Linked DNA regions of Anas platyrhynchos: region 1 is linked to region 2. A link is a contact called in public Hi-C data. All regions are on one chromosome and are shown on one strand. Each heading gives the region's core, a stretch centred on a gene start, on an enhancer-like site or on the middle of the called end of the contact. The rest is flanking DNA. Distances are from core to core; before and after follow the strand shown.

Evidence for each region. A called contact is a pair of places that touch in the nucleus more often than the background predicts.
Region 1: a Hi-C map of subcutaneous adipose tissue shows a contact between it and region 2, with 3 times the contacts expected there. The contact joins the promoter of LOC101804808 here to the enhancer-like site in region 2. A contact is called at or near these places in 3 of 8 Hi-C or Micro-C datasets (skeletal muscle, small yellow follicle and subcutaneous adipose tissue).

Annotation. Positions count from the first base shown.
Region 1 is chr5:26,630,504-26,633,203 of IASCAAS_PekinDuck_T2T, reverse strand. It overlaps LOC101804808, which reads left to right and starts at 1,444. Exons shown (of 15, transcript XM_038179640.2): 1 at 1,444-1,563. It overlaps TRNAA-AGC (transfer RNA alanine (anticodon AGC)), which reads right to left and starts at 1,334; the gene lies at 1,262-1,334.
Region 2 is chr5:26,554,470-26,557,169 of IASCAAS_PekinDuck_T2T, reverse strand. It overlaps LOC101804808, which reads left to right. Exons shown (of 15, transcript XM_038179640.2): 15 at 1-901. Among named protein-coding and RNA genes, the nearest start is that of BAZ1A, 71 kb to the right of the region's middle. Within about 2 kb of position 1,424, at least 4 of the 8 cell types and tissues checked have an H3K27ac peak or open chromatin away from gene starts, as enhancers often do. A contact at or near this core is called in subcutaneous adipose tissue, where this site is marked.

The sequences.
Region 1 (2,700 bases), core at 195-2,694, 76 kb before region 2:
GCCACTGGCAAGCAAGGGGCTGGGAGCCACGAGGTGGCCGAGCAAGTCCTGGGCTCCTCGGCAAATGCAGACACCCCCCCCAGCTCGCATGTGTGCACACATATGGCTGATCCGCACCGTGACAGCTCATTAGAGATTCCCACAAGAAATCCATTAAGAGGAATTTTTAGCTGCTCTGATGTGGTCATCTTGTTCTTGTAAAAGAAAAGCCGATCTCTTTGTTTCGTGCTGGCTTTATTTTGGGGGTGGGGATGGGAATCATTATAACGAAATAGTTCTGTGAGTCTATGTGCAATATGTTGTCCCTGCCTCTACTGTGGTCACCACTAGCCCATGCCGGGCAAGGAGGAGCGTGCAGAAAAAACTACAGCCCGAGGAATTGTTCCGATGAAGGTGCCAGATTGTGCCCTGCCTGTCTGCAGAGGGCGGTGCAGCCTCAGCCTGAGCAGATTTGGGTGCCTGTGGTCACCGAGCTGAGCTACCCACAGCTAGCGGGGAAAAGGAGAGCACCAGGCCGTGAACACAAGTGTGCTTCGTGACGCAGCCCCCTCATGTCGGCTGCGTGGCAGCTGGTGAAACAGGAGACTGCAAGGGATTGCGCTGTCCCATTGAGTCCCGCTGCATATGAATGCTTGAATCGGTTGTGCAAGCTTTGAAGGCTGTGGTAGCGACAGCTGGTTATTTCATGAGCTTGTCTGGGGCTGTGAAGGCTGGGTATAAATCAGCCTTAAAAGACGAGAACAAACTTTTTCAAGTTAAAAAAAAAAAGAACAAACTCCATACGCTCATCTGTTTGTCAGACTCCAGGCTGCGTGCTGCCATCGCCATTTGCTGGAAAGGGCTGCTGGGTTGCCTCTGGCGGTGGAGAAGTTTCTCTCCGCTGAGAATTCGTGGCAATTCGTGCCAAATTATCCCTTTGTGAGAGGCGCTGCATCTTCCCTCCGATCCTGTCCTTTGTGCTATCGCAGCAAATCCCGTTTTACCAGGCCTTGTCCTATTGACGTGGCCTTGCTGCTTAAAACGAAGGGCAGCGGGGTCGGGATTTTCGGAGGCCGGAGCTGTAGTGCGGGGCAGTGGTGAGGCAGCGCTGTGCCTGTCAGGGTTACTCCCACAGGAACAGCCCGCCCAGCTTTGTTCTTCTCGGAGCCAGATTTTAGTTCAACCCAAGTTGGCAGCTGCCAAGGGCCGACCCCTCGGGATAGCTCGGGCCCAGGATAAGATGGAGGGAAGGGAGGAAAGAAAAAAAAAAAAAAAAAAGGAGTGGAGAATGCGGGCATCGATCCCGCTACCTCTCGCATGCTAAGCGAGCGCTCTACCATTTGAGCTAATTCCCCTGCCCGCCTCACCGTCCGCCTGATCCCTTTCTACTCTCTTCTCGCGAGACTCTCCCCCCCTCCCCTCAGAACTACAGCTCCCAGCGTGCCCCGCGCGCGGAGCCGGGCCGGGGGCTTGCGCGGGAGGGGGAGGGGGCGGGGGCGGGGCTTGGCGCGGCGGGGCGGGGCCGAGGGGCCGGGGCGCGCGCGCGCGCGCCGGTGGCGGGACCGGAGCGGGAGCGCGCGCCCGGTAAGGAACGGAGGGACCGGGGGGGTGGGAGGGGGAGCACCGGGGATGGGGGGGGCGCTGGGGGGGCCCGGGGCATCGGGAGGGGCTGGGGGGTACCGGGAGGGGCTGGGGGGCTCGGGGGGGTCCCGGGGCACCGGGACGGCTTGGGGGTGCGGTGGGGTCCCGGTGCACCGGGAGGGTTTGGGGGATTTGGAGGGGGTCCCGGGGCACCGGGAGGATTTGGGGGTGCGGGGGGGTCCCCGAGGCGAGGCGGTGCCCGGGGTCGCGCAGGGCTCGCAGGGGATCATCCCCCCGGGATCCCTCCGTCGGTGCCCGGAGGGGTCTCGCCTCCGGTCCTCGGGTGGCGCAGGGGGATTTTTGGGGTCCCGGGGGGGGTTTTGGGGTCCCCACCGGGCTGCGGTGCCCGGGCTGCGGCCGGGGGGAGCGCTGGGGTCGGTCCCTGCGGGTGGCGGGGGTCAGCGGGGGGGCTCGGTGCGTGCGGCTTGCTCGCAGAGGTGCCCCCCTAAAGGCAGCCCCCAAAAAAGCGAAGAGCTTCGGGGGCACCGCAGGGGATGTGGCCGGGATGTGGTGCCCCGTGCTGGGGGTGGCTGTGGGGCGCTAGGAAAACGGGGGTGCTTTTGGGGGAAGAAAGCGGCCAAATGGGCGAGTGCGTCAGGTCCCTCCTGCGTGGTGGCATCAGCCCCTGCCGCTTCTCTTCCTCCCCAATTTCGCTCCTGGTGGAGGTGGCCGGAGCAGAGCAGTTCCGTGGAGCTGCTCGTGCTGCGGTGTGCGAGGCGCCTTGTTCCTGGGCACCTTTTCTGAGCGAGCCTCGTGCGGTTCTGGTGAAACGCTGCCTGGTTGCAGCAGCATCACGATCGAGAAATGTCATTTTGGTATTTATTGCTCTTCCTGGACAGGTCGTGGGCTGTCAGTGGGCCTTGCCTCTTGCAGAGCTTTCTCAGTAGCTTGTCTGAACGTTGCTGTCTCTAAACTCCGTGAATGTTTAAATTTAATCCTCCCCTCTAACACTGCGTCTTCCTTTAAAGGGCCTGAGCAGCATGAGCTCAGCCCTTCAGATGCTCTCCTGGCTTTGGTTTTTCATTGTTGTGGTTGCGGGCTCCGTTCTTGTTCTGTGCAGCTGAGGGAAGACCGGCGAGC
Region 2 (2,700 bases), core at 175-2,674:
CCCCTCGTTTCTGACAGCCCTCGCCCAGCGGTGTGCACACCCTGGTGCACATCTGTGCCCTTTTGCAGTATTCACATTGAAAAGTTGATTTTAGGGAGCTGGCACTGCGCGGTAGCACTGCACAAGCCACCAAGCACCGGGGTTTTCCCTGCCCTCCGAGCCCCCCGGCTGTAGCAGAGCCTCGCAGCGGGTCCTCCAGCCATCCCTGAGCCACGGGGCAGCCACCAGCGGGGTTTGGGGACCTTTGGGGCAGGGGGCAAGCAGCGGCCGTCCCCACAACATCTCCTGCTCAACTCAGCCTGGCTCACTTGGCCTGAGGCAGCTCTTCCCCAGCCTGCTCAGCAGCAGCGGTGCCAACGCCTCGCCCCTGCCCCGACTCCCAAAGCAGCCCCGAGCCCGTAGCAAAGCCAGTGGGGCTGCCGGCAAACTCAGGAAAGGGCTCCCAGCTCCCTGCCCTGCTAGCCCCGGGATGGCTGCCACCAAAAAACCCGGGGGCTGCGTTTTGTCCCCTGACCGAGCACTTTGAGCAGCAGCACCCAGGGCCGGGCCGGGGCCGTCCTTCCCCGGCAGCCTCCACGCTGGAGGCCGGGGGGGGGGAGTCTCCTGCGTGCACTTTGCCAGCCCCTGACCATCGGCTTCCATTTGGATTGCTAGTCTTGTTTACAGCGTCGAACGCTTCCTCCTCCCCGACTCCTCCTAATGTATTATAATTATTACTGAAAAACTATTTTTATGTCTGTGCTTTTTTTTTTTTCTTTTTTTTTGTAAGGAAGTTTTTTTTTGGGGGGGAAAAAAAAAGTCAATCATTCCTTTTTACTCCGATCCCAACAGACTGTACATAGTATTCAATGCTGTGTTTTACATGGTTGTAATGACGATGGTTAAAGAAGTTTAGCATAAAGCCTGTCTCTTGGTGACCTTTCTTGTGGCAGTGAAGCCCCAGCTGGCTTTTAGCTCAGGCCCGGTGCCAGCTGGGAGGGCCGGGCTCGCACACGGCAGCACCGGGGTGGAAAACCGCTGGGGTTGTGGGTCGGGCTCGGTGTTTCCCTGACGTGAGCACGAGTGGGAGCATCCGTGGGCGCAGATGGCGGAGACGTTTGGCCGGAGCAGATGTCCAGGCTGCCAGCAGCGTGGTGAAAGCATCCCGGCTCGTTCTGGCCTTGTGCCTCCCTCCTGAGTCAACAGCCACAGGGCCCGAGCGAGGCATTACAAGCCGTGGAGGCCAGAAACCTCTGTTCTACGTAAAGCCTTTCTGTCCCAGCTCGCTGAGCCCACAAGGAGCACATCCTGCTTCCAGCCCCTGGCTGCTGGTGGCCAGGAGCCCTGCCCCGGCCCCATTTCAGCAGGGTCAGTGCCAGCCCGGGCCGAGGGTTTGCCTGGAGGCCCTGCAGGTCGGGGCTGTCACGCTGCTGGCGGTCCGGGCCCTGAGGTGCTGCCCTCGCAGCTCAGCGCCCCTTGGGGGAAGCTGTGGGCGGCTGGCACTGCTCACACCCCCCACCCCTTCAGGTCCTGCGCTTCCTGCGCTCAGATGCCTGCGGCGCTTTGTGGTTTGGGGGTGTCAAGGTCGTGCAGCAAAGGGTTGTGGGGTTTTTTGGGCTTTGCTGCCCAAACAGGAGGCCGCTGGGGCTAAGAAACGCCAGAAGAGACCAGGCCCGAGTGGCAGGTTTTTCTTTTTTTTTTTTTTTTTTTTTTTTTCTCCTTTGTTTCACTGTCACGGAGCGGGGTGAGGTGGCCTGGCTGCTCAGCCTCATCGCCTGCCCCTTGTCCTCCCTACAAGCCCCGCTCTGTGCCTCCATTGCCAGCTCCTGCCTGAAGATGGCAAAGGGGGAGGAGAAAGCAACAGCAAACCAACATCGCCTAGGAGCTGCAAGCCGTTTTTGTTGGGTGATTCAGCTGTGATCCTCCTGGAAACCCAGCCCTTCTGCATCTGGTATCAGGGCAGATGGAGCAGGCTGCTCCACGCCCCAGCAGCAGTGACACCAAAGCACTGCTCGGGATGGGAAGGGAAAGGTCTGCTCCTCGTGACCCAGCCGAGCTGCAGGTGGGGAGGCGAGGCCAGCATTTAGCCTGGCCAAAAGGGTTGCTCTGGAAACCTCAGCATTTCAGCTGCCCCCTCCCCACTGGGGGCTCCAGCTGTGATCTTGCTGGGAGCCCCAGCCCCTCTGTACCAGGGTGTGGGTTACGGATGGTGTGGGAGAGGTTTATACATCAGTCCCGAGACACCCATACCTGGCCAGCCCAAACCAGACCCCCTCGGCTCTTCCATCCAAGAACCCAGGCTCCAAGCAGGCTCTCCTCCACCCCGGAGGTGCAGCCTCACCAGAAATCCAGCACCAAGCTGCCTGCAGCCCTCCCAGCTGCTCACCCTGGGGCCTCAGCAGCTCCCGAGGTGCACACCTGAGGCACCCAGCCACACAGGGCAGTCCCTGAGCGGCACCTGGCAGCCATCAGAGCACTGAACACGCAGGGATTGAAGAAGGGCTAGTCTCTGACTTTACAGAAATTGCTGAGAAATAAAGGAGTTTACCAGAACCAGAGAGCACTCCTCAGCCTGCAGGTAAACGGACAGGGCCTCCTCCTTTTCAACAGGATGAGGGACCCCCCGTGATGGCAGCCATCAGAGAAGGAACTTGTGGTAGAGCCCAGTGGTGACCTTGGAGGCCACAGAAACGGCCAATATCCAGCCAAGAGCAACAATGA